Linked DNA regions of Sus scrofa: regions 2 and 3 are each linked to region 1. Evidence: chromatin contacts called from public HiChIP or PLAC-seq data. All regions are on one chromosome and are shown on one strand. Each heading gives the region's core, a stretch centred on a gene start, on an enhancer-like site or on the middle of the called end of the contact. The rest is flanking DNA. Distances are from core to core; before and after follow the strand shown. Region 1 holds the start of POLD3 (polymerase (DNA-directed), delta 3, accessory subunit). Region 2 holds the start of PGM2L1 (glucose 1,6-bisphosphate synthase). Region 3 holds the start of RNF169 (E3 ubiquitin-protein ligase RNF169).

What was found. HiChIP or PLAC-seq counts read pairs in DNA pulled down with a chosen protein or histone mark.
Region 2: a contact with region 1 is called in an H3K27ac HiChIP or PLAC-seq map of alveolar macrophages. The contact joins the promoter of PGM2L1 here to the promoter of POLD3 in region 1. A contact is called at or near these places in 1 of 5 promoter capture datasets (liver), 2 of 47 Hi-C or Micro-C datasets (liver and skeletal muscle) and 1 of 2 datasets of contacts at active chromatin or transcription factors (alveolar macrophages).
Region 3: an H3K27ac HiChIP or PLAC-seq map of alveolar macrophages shows a contact between it and region 1. The contact joins the promoter of RNF169 here to the promoter of POLD3 in region 1. A contact is called at or near these places in 1 of 47 Hi-C or Micro-C datasets (mesenteric adipose tissue) and 1 of 2 datasets of contacts at active chromatin or transcription factors (alveolar macrophages).

What each region holds. Positions count from the first base shown.
Region 1 is chr9:8,904,844-8,908,432 of Sscrofa11.1, forward strand. POLD3 (polymerase (DNA-directed), delta 3, accessory subunit) reads left to right here and starts at 1,648. Exons shown (of 14, transcript NM_001244235.1): 1 at 1,648-1,786; 2 at 3,103-3,158. The coding sequence starts at 1,727.
Region 2 is chr9:8,759,644-8,763,041 of Sscrofa11.1, forward strand. It overlaps PGM2L1 (glucose 1,6-bisphosphate synthase), which reads right to left and starts at 2,078. Exons shown (of 14, transcript XM_003129639.5): 1 at 1,648-2,078. The coding sequence starts at 1,758.
Region 3 is chr9:9,068,277-9,071,466 of Sscrofa11.1, forward strand. It overlaps RNF169 (E3 ubiquitin-protein ligase RNF169), which reads left to right and starts at 1,500. Exons shown (of 8, transcript XM_021062509.1): 1 at 1,500-2,041. The coding sequence starts at 1,540.

The sequences.
Region 1 (3,589 bases), core at 398-2,897:
GAGGTTCCCAGGTAGGGGTCTAATCAGAGCTGTAGCCACCAGCCTACGCCACAGCCACACCACATCTGCAACCTACACCACAGCTCACGGCAACGCCAGGTCCTTAACCCACTGAGCAAAGCCAGGGATCGAACCCGCAACCTCATAGTTCCTAGTTGGATTCATTAACCACTGCACCATGACGGGAACTCCATATGTACCCTATTTTAAGGCTCTACTATCCCTCACTTAAAAATCTCCAAGAGGAGTTCTTGTCGTGGCGCAGTGGTTAACGAATCCGACTAGGAACCATGAGGTTGCGGGTTCGGTCCCTGCCCTTGCTCAGTGGGTTAACGATCCGGCGTTGCCGTGAGCTGTGGTGTAGGTTGCAGACGCGGCTCGGATCCCGAGTTGCTGTGGCTGTGGTGTAGGCCGGTGGCTACAGCTCTGATTGGACCCCTAGCCTGGGAACCTCCATGTGCCGTGGGAGCAGCCCAAAGAAACAGCAAAAAGACAAAAAAAAGAAAAAAAAAAGAAAAATAGACAATGGATTTCCATGTAGTCTAAATGACTGAGACAAGAGGAGAGGTACAGAATTAATGCAAGTGCTATAATGGAAGAGCAAAGAAAATAGCCAAAAAAAAAAAAAAAAAAATCTCCAAGAAAATGGAAGCTACTTGTGAACAGGCTCTGTGTAATACTGATCACAGCTGTATCTCCAGTACCCCAGCACCCAGAACAATGCCTGGCCCTTAGTGGGCTTTGGCTGACTTTACCTTGAATAAATGCATGTTGCAACCAACATTTGAAGAGGGTGCTATTACTATTTCCATCTTAGAGATAGGAAACAGGCTTGCAGTGGTTAAATAACTTACCTAAGTCCACACAACAAATATCAAAACCAAGATTCAAAGCCCAGGTCTAACTCTAGAGCCTGCTCCATTATCCATTAGGCTGCCCTACTGAAATTCACTGGCTTATGCTGAAGGGTATTTTAGCTGATGTTAGGAGACATTTTAGTTGGAATTCCCCAATTTGAAAACTTCTTGAGAATAAAGTTCACGTGTCCCCTCACACAACTTGGAAGGCACAGCATCCTTTGGATTCTTCTGTCTCATCTCTCATTGCCCTCTCCCAGCATTCCAGCCATAATGAAATTCCTTCTCTTCCCAGCAAACACTCCCCTCTCTCATCCCCTCTGGAAAACCTTCCCTAATTTCTCCATTCTGAGATTCTAACAGGCAGTACTTTATCACAGCTGGGAGGACTTTACTAAAATACTTGTTTATTTCTGTCTTTATTGTTCACTGCTGTGTCCCAGTGCCTAAGTGCCTGGAATAGATGGGGTACTTAATACTTGTTGAATACACGCATGCAAGGGCAAGGATTATTTTATCAGTTTACAAGTGGAAAGACTGCGGCTCCTACAGGTGAGCTATTTTGCCCTGAGTTGCTCACCGAGCGGCAGAGCTGAGAGTAGAAACCAAGGTTCTACAGACAGCGCCTGCAGGGCACGCCCGCACCCCGGCTCCTCACTTCCGTTCGCTCCTATTAGCCCCGCCTACTTCAGCCAGCGCCGTCTCCGAGCCTCGTTTGACCCTCGGCGGCCGCCGTAGCGCGTCGCTTCCGTTGCCGTGGGAAACGACCCGGGACGTGGGGGGCTAAAGAGACGTTTCCCGCCGGCGGGAGCCGCGGTTGTGGCGGCGCGGGGGAGCTCCGAGGCGGCGGGGCCCGGCACGGCGGCACCATGGCGGACCAGTTTTATCTGGAAAATATAGACGAGTTCGTCACGGACCAGAACAAAATCGTGAGGACTTCGGGCTGGGGGATGCGGGCGCGCGACTGGGGTCCTGGGCCCGGTGAGGCCGGCGGGGGCCTTGACCCCTGTGCGTGTGGCCGGGTGGGGACTGGCCGAGGGGGTCTCGTCCCCGTGCCTAGTGTCCCAGAGCGAGCGAGGCCTCGCCGGGGAGGAGCTCTCCTTGTCGCGCGAACCCGCGTCCCTGGGGTGGGCGTGCTGGGCTCTGCGCCCCGACCACGCGCCGCGGGGGTCAGGCGCGGAGGGAGGAGCGTTCATTGATAGCGTTTCTCAGGTCTCTCTACACCTGTCTGACAAGTTTGAAGTCCTAAGTTACCCTTGAGGAAATTTGTGTCTTAGCCGGGTTAAGTGATAAGTTGTGCAAACCCTCCGACCGTCCGTTGTTTTCCTCTTCCCGGAAGTTTGGTGTTGATAGAGGTTTGACCTGCCTCGCAGGGTTAGAGTCAAGATTCAAGTGAGACGATGAATGTGAGTGCGTTTCGCAAATCGGGAAGATTGAGGGCTTGCTGTGAGCTTGGATACACATGACTGCGTTTAATCTTTACAGCGACCCGCTAGAAGTCGGTGGAAGTATCCCTACAAAAGGCAGTTGAAGCAGAGGGACCAGATAATGTCTTTGCTTGCGGTTAGTAAGGGATAATCAGTTTTCCAGCCTAGATTTGTCTCTTGCTAGTGATTTCCTCCACATCACACCGCTTTTGCCTAACCTTTGTAAGTTTTCTGATTGTTGGAAACTCGACAGGTTGGGAGGAAGTGGCAAATGACAGGAGAGGTCAAGGAGGGATGGCAGGGGGAACAAAGCTTGATGCCAGTTGTTCCCAATCTCACCCCTGATACACTATTCAACCACTTCACTCATTACCTGACCCGGCACCACCTGTGGGCGCTCTAATGTTTGTATGGCTGCACCTTTCCTCAGAAGTTGGAGTCATACAGTCCAGAGTAACCTGGCTTCCGGTTGAGTTTGAAGATAGTTTCTGGTGGTGGCCCAAAAAAAGGCAGAATGTGGGGGGGGGCTTAGTAAAACAAGGAGTGTGAGGAAAGTAAGAGCTTTTCCTATGTATATTCAGGCTTTCTTTTTAGACTCTTTTGCATGAATTGATCTGCGATACAAACTTCTTAGTATCTGCAAGATAAATACCGTGATCCTCCCTGCCCAGACGGACAGCTCTTGGCAAAACTGGGGTGGCATCTAATGTAATTTATAATGCATTATCATCTGAGAGTAAGAATCTTGAGGAGCCCTTGGGACTGACCCTCACTCTGGAGTCATCATAAAACATTTAAAAAATTTCTTCTTCTTGCAGGTGACATACAAATGGCTGAGCTATACACTAGGAGTTCATGTTAATCAGGCCAAACAGTAAGTACAATTTATTTATTTATTTATTTTCGGTCTTTTTGTCCTTTAGGGCTGCTCCCGCAGCATATGGAGGTTCCCAGGCTAGGGTCTAATCAGATCTGTAGCCACCGGCCTACGCCAGAGCCACAGCAACTCGGGATCCGAGCCACGTCTGTGACCTACACCACAGCTCACGGCAACGCTGGATCCTTAAGCCACTGAGCAAGGCCAGGGATCGAACCCGAAACCTCATGGTTCCTAGTTGGATTCGTTAACCACTGCGCCACGACGGGAACTCCAGTAAGTACAATTTATTACTGTTTTAATCAGATTGGAAATTTTTTTTTCTTTTGCTGTGTTGTTAGTGTACAGGAAGTCTCTATGTTAAAACCACCCCCCCCCCCGGCCCTCTGGGGAAATGAGAAAGAATACTGTTTTGTCTATTATTTAGG
Region 2 (3,398 bases), core at 828-3,327, 140 kb before region 1:
AGGAATCACTGAATCTTCGCTTCTTTTGTATCCTTCCACAACAAGGAACTACATTCACAGCAGGCCATTAATAAATACTGGCAAAAGGACTTTAAAGTTATTTTCACTTTGCACATCCTTATGATAATTAATGAGATATCACAGGTTTTGCACACTTGACTGAAAAAAATATATATATAATGAGATGCTAGTTCTCTCATTTGGTATCTCAATCAAAACACTCTAGGTTCTTGCTACTTCCTCAAAGTGTGGTCCACAGACCAGAAGCATTAGTATCACTTGGGAGTTCATTGTGAAGTAGAATCTCAGGCCCCACCCCAAGCCTCTTAAATCACAATCTGCATTTCAAGATTCAGGGGATCTGTAAGTACTTCAAAGTTTGAGAAGCACTGGTTTAGACTCCAGAGGAAGAATCAGAATGTCCAAGACATATATATATATCCCAGGCATAGTAAATAACTCGTAATTGCTTATTTGTTGGTCTTCCTTATCTTCTGACTGAAGGCTGTTGAGGGCAGGAACCAACCCTTTCTAGCTTCCTCAACAATAGCATACCCTGGACCTAAAGGCCCCCGCACATTACCCACTGCTCAACAGATATTTTTTGCTGAATCCATGAATTACTCAACAAAGTGAAAATAAAACTTTTTCAGAAAGCTAATAATCCTTTATGAGACTGAATAACAATTTCACATATTACCGTACCAATTCTTTCATTCAGTATCAGTAACTCCATTTAAACATATTGTCCTCTCTACATGAGCGAATGCATTTAGACTTTCACAAAGCAAAAGCCTGGATCATCTTCCTCTGGTTGGAGCCACCAGGGGCCTCTTTTCAAGCGAGCTAGCTCTATTTTAATTCTAGCTCTCACATATCCATCCCATATGCCCGCACAAGAGGAAATCGCCGCAACAATTTGGAGGAGTGGGAGGAATGGGGAGGGAGTCGGTAAAGCAAAAACAATTCTGTGTCAGAAACATCACATGAAACCTGGAAAACGATTTCTGGAACAGGATACTTCCAGAAAACAACTCCTGGCCGAGAAAGAAAGAGAACCTCTACCTTTCTCAAAAGCAAAAGGTGATATTAGAGAATATACCAGGGAGTGATAAAAGACCGGCGATTACCTAGCGACGAAAGGTGGAAACACACCGGACCAGGACTAAAGCGGATAGCGGTTAGAAACGTCCAAGAAGGGTGCGGGGGGAAACGGGGAGGGGGGGGCGAAACCCAACAAAACCACTTTCAGATTTGTTAAATAGGAAGTCAAGGGAGAAGAAAGGGAAAAGGAAATAGCTCCAGTAAGGGTAGAGCTTATGATGATGATGATGATGTTATACTATTATTATTTTTTGAGAGAGATGACATACACCTGGGGGGGGGGGGCGGAGGAGGAAGGGAGGTTGCAATTTCGCTCACTGCAAAAGGAAGCGACTACAGGCGTTCCTTCTCAGCTTAAATGGTCCCAGGAGGCAGCCCAAGCATAGGTGCGTGGTAACGCCCGACTCCGCTGACCCCCGCCCGGCGGCGGGAGCCGTCTCCCCCACAGCCCGCCGGGCAGCGGGTGGGGACGCGAAAGGGCGTACAGTGTAAGGGGTGGGGGGCGGGAGGAGAGGGCGGATGCCGAGCCGACCAGGTACCCACCTTATCCCAACGCAGCCACTGCCCGATGGCCGTGTCTAGCTGAGGGTCCCCGGTGTGGTAGGGGGTGTGGAGCAGGTTGGAGTTCAGGTCTCCCTCTGCGTTTTCAGCCATGGCAGCCTGACGGGGGTGCGGGCCTAGGGGACCCGCGCAGACACCGAACTGGAAGGGCTTGACGTACGCTCACCAGGGTCGCGACGCCCCCTCCTCACTGAAGGGCATTGGAGACCAGCCGCAGGATGTTTGTGCCAGCTCCTGCGCAGCTTCGGGGAAGCACGAGAGGGGGCGCGCGGCCGCCCGCTCCCCACTAGACCAGCTCCCGGTCTCTCTGGGCGAACGGACCGAGGCGGTCCCGCCGCGAGAGAACAACAGTCCCAGATGTCTGGGTTGTGGCCGCCGCCGCCAGCAGCGCTCGCCGCCTTAGGCCCCGCCCCACCCGCGCCGCCGGCCCCGCCCCTTCCCGCCCCTGCAGATTTAAGCCCCCGGGGCACCGGGCGGTGGGAGGCGCTGGCCGGGAAGCGACGCCTTCCTAGCCCCACGAGTTAGGGCCCGCCAGGTGGTGAGGAACGATTTTTAGTTTTTAATTTGCCTTTTTCCATGTGCTTTGTCCTTGTTACGATCCCCGCAGACTCCCATGCGTCTCCTTTTCTGGCTCAGCCACCGAGGGGCGCCCCAGGGCTCCCGTGTGAGCCCGCAGGGCGCGCGAAGGCCCCCTCCCGTTTAGTCTCAAGGCTCGCGCTGGCGGGAGGGTGCGCCCGGCTGTCTCCGCACGGCCTCACGGGAGTTGTAGTTCTTTTCTTTCCCAGCGGTGTGTTGAGACTGCGGCAAAGACTACGCCTCCCAGCAACTCCATGCCCTGCGTTTTCTCAAAGGATAAAAGACCTCTAGGCTGGTCCCTGCGGGCACACCCTGTCGGTTTAGGAACCTTCACGTTGTGGCCCCGGGCTTCAATTAAATTAAACAAGACAGGTACAGTAAGGGAGTGTGCTTTACAATTTACGAATCGCGACCTGTGGTTTCACCCATCCTGTGACAGAGTAAATTAGACGTGATCCATCCCCATTTTACACACAAAGAGGAAACTGCCTCTGAGTGAACCCGACCTTCTCAAAGAGACGGAATTCCTAAGTGCCTGGACGAGGGTTCCAACCTCGTTTCAGATCTCAGCTGGCACTTCTTTTTGCTCTGCTGCTACAGTGGACTGGGAGGTAGGGAGAACAAGATGACTGGAGGGGAAAAAGACAAGTTGTGAAAGACGAAAGATGTGTTAGCATTTAATTAAGCATGAGTAAGAATGTGTGAGCATCTTAACAGAGTGCAAAGAGGAATAGGAATACAGAGGGAGAGGAAAGATGATTGCAATCTTAAATTTCACCTTATTTTGGCCTCCTCTCTTCGCAAGACGAAGTGTGGGAGATGCTAAGTGCTTACCTGACATGGTGCTTAGTCAGACACAGCTGTTACTGAGTTTCTTGATGTAACCTTCTTACAATAGCTCGATACTTTAACCAAGTACCTTACAACTCTTTCGCTGGTGGACGTTTTTGTAAGGAGGGTATAATAATATTTACACCTTTGGAGTTCCTGTCGTGGTTTCAGTGGTTAGCGAATCCGATTAGGAACCATGAGGTTGCGGGTTCCATCCCTGCCCTTGCTCAGTGGGTTAAGGATCCGGGGTTGCCGTGAGCTGTGGTGTAGCTCGCAGATGCGGCTCGGATCCCGCGTTGCTGCGGCTCTGGTGTAGGCGGGAGGCT
Region 3 (3,190 bases), core at 250-2,749, 160 kb after region 1:
CTCTCTGACTCCCACCAATCACTCTGCCTTGGACTGGTTTACTATCAGCTCAGGCACTGTTTCCAGGCAATCTCGTGGAAACCCAGGGTCTCTGATGCCTTCCATTACATGATGCTGGTTTTTTTTTTTTTTTTTTAATTTCTCTCTCCTTACAAAACTTGTGCATTCCCATAAAGATTCCCAACAGGAAATGCCATTTCTTTAATGCCTTCCTGCTCCAAATGTACTTTATTGAGGGGAAAAAAAAAAAAAAAGCAAAGAGTGGGAGAATTGCTGTAGCAAACCCATGTCTCTATCAGAGAGAAGCCATTGCTTCTCCCATACCCTCTGTGTCCCAAGAGCGGGCTGGCACCAAAGTCTGAGCACCTCACTCGGTGACTCAGCCAAGAAGGAATGGCATGGTCAGAGCTGTCCTTTAGGAAGCGACTCTGAGACCTCTGAAGGATGGATTGGAGGAAGAGTCTGTGGGCTGGGAGACAATTCATAGAAGCCGCTGCAATAATCTAGGTAAAAGATGATGACACGTGAATTGGGCAGTGGGAATGGGATGAAGAGGAGGGGAGGGGTGGGAAAAGGGTCATTTTGGTGGGAGAACTGGCAGGACTAGGAAACCGACAGATGTGGGGGATGAGGCAGAAGTAAAGATTACCAGGTTTGGCGCTTGAGGAAGTGGGAAAATAGTGCCTTGAATAGAATGAGGGAAATAAGAAGAGCTGTTTGGAAAGGAGGGTGGGAGACAGTGACTTGAGCACGTGAGGGATGCAGGCATCCAAGATGATGTTTCCCTCAGGCAGTTGACTATGCAGGGCTGGGCTGCAGATACCCATTCAGGAGTTTCAGCTGGAAGAAAACGGGGGTACGGAGGGGGCGGGGGCCGTGGGGATGGGCACTGCACGGAAAGGAGTAAGGAGAGGACTGAGGCCAGAGCCTCGAGTAATACCCACACTGAAGCCGAGAACAAGGGAGAGGGCTCAAGAGCGGAATCGAAGAGCTGAGACGGTGGGGGTAAAACCAGGAAAGTGTGGTTTCGCAAACCAAGGGAGGGAAGTTTCAGGAAGGGATGTGGAGAGAGAGGGTATGCAGAGATGAGGACTGACAAGAAGCTGTTATTTTTGGCAGTTAGTTGCTGGTCCCAACAGCTACCGCCCATCAAATGAAGCACGGAGGCAGGGTTCTGGATAATTCACATAATCCCCACTCACGTCAGCCCGTTATCAGAGTATTGCAGGGTAAACAAGTGTCATTGCTTCAGAAGGTTTAATGTTGTTCAGCGTTTACACATAAATTCCTCAGTTCTCAACTTATTTTGGTTCAATAAGAGGAAATTGCCAAAGACTGGAAAGCGAGGCTGAAGACAGGAGAGAGGAAGGATAACTAATAAATATTAACGCGACTTCACCTCCCGCCAACCCGGTCCCGGGCGGGCCTCCTCTGGAGCCCCGCCCCTCATGAATATGTATATGGCGCTGCCCGCCGCGCACGGCCCCGCCCTCTACTCTTCTCCCTCGCAACGGACTCTGCCTTCAAACGGGAAACAAGATGGCGGCGGCAGGTCCGAGTACTCGGGCCTCTTCCGCGGCGGCAGCGGCCGCTCTGAGTCGGCGGGGTCGGCGGGGCCGCTGTGACGAGATGGCGGCAGCCAAGACAGGAACCCCAGGCCCGGCCTCCGGCCCCGCGCTGCTGGTGCTGCCGCCGCCGTTGCTGCAGCCGCCGCTACCGCCGCGGCCGGAGGAGTCGGGCTGCGCCGGGTGCCTGGAGACCTCGGGGGAAGCGGCGGCTCTGCCCTGCGGCCACTCGCTGTGCCGAGGCTGCGCCCAGCGCGCCGCCGACGCGGCGGGCCCCGGCTGCCCGCGCTGCCGCGCCCGCGGCCCGGGCTGGGCCTGCCGTCGGGCCCGCGACGACGAGCAGGCCGACGCCGAGGTGCTGGGCGAGCGCGCCCGCCGCGGCCCACCGGAGCGCTGCCGCCCGCGTCGGGACGGGGGCGCGGCCGTCGCGGGGCCCAGGCCGGAGCAGGAGCCGCGCGCCGCGCCCGCGGAGCCAGGTGGAGCCTCCCCTCCTCCCCTTGGGGTCCGGAGCGAGGCCGCGGCGCCCCGGCCCGGCCTGGTTAGCGGGTGGCGGGTCCCAGGCCCTGCTCGAGCGGGCGTGGAGAGGTCTCGAGGGGTTGCAACCGGGCGCTGCCCAGGTGCGGTCTGTTTGGATGAATTTTGAACTTCGCAGCGAAGTACGGGCAGGATTTGGAGGGGCGGTGAGGGGATCCCGCGCTTTACGTAAGTCGGAAGTTTGGAGGGAACCGGAGCCTTCTTGGAACAAGTTAGGGCCAGGTTGGATTTGGCGAGTGGAACGGGGTACCGAACTTGGCAGGGGCCGTGGAGAATCAGAGAAATGCTTGCTTGGTTTAGTGTTTGGTGAGGAGCTTGGCGTGGCATTGCTTGTAAGGATGCGACTCCTGATCCTGAATGGGTCAGTGAGAAGTGTGGAGTGTCCGGAGTTTAGGGGACCGGTCGATTTTGAGGATGTGAAGGGAGCTTTTCAGACTCGAGGGGAGAGTGGGTTGCGAGAATGAGCTCACATGTGCAGTTTGCACAGAATCTTGAAAAATGCATGCTTAGCACAGAGCCTGGCACCGAGCAGAAACGATACATGATGGCATTTATAATAACACTAATAATCTCTAGTAGAGCTCTTCAAGAAAAAGGTGGTTGGGGGTTAAAAGTTTTGCAAATGGAGGTTGGTTGGCGGGGGCTGTCTCCATGGCAGCGTAGGTTTCCGGTTATTATCCTGGCAATTCAAAGTTTGTAGTAGGACTGTTGCTTTCGACTTCTTTGCCTTTCTTGCCCCACCCCCGCCAGCAGCCTGCCACTCTTCGGTGCTGAGCTTGACATAGCAAGTGCCCTGTTTAAAACACAAAACAAATCAGTGTTATAACTCGGGACTCTCTGAGACACACCTAGTCAACATAACAGCTAGAGTTCTTTGATAAAAGCTTGCCTAGGAAGAGATTTTCAAGAAACATAATCAGGAAAGGCCAGATACTTGTACCTTTGTGGTGAGAGTTCTGCCATGGGTTATTTTCAGTAGCGAAAAGGAGGCATCGCTTGTGTATGAACGTGCACTTCCCTAGAAACTGCAGGTTCCAGGATGCAGTCTCTTTTGATTCGAGCAATCAGACCCCTGCCACTGTCCTAGGATA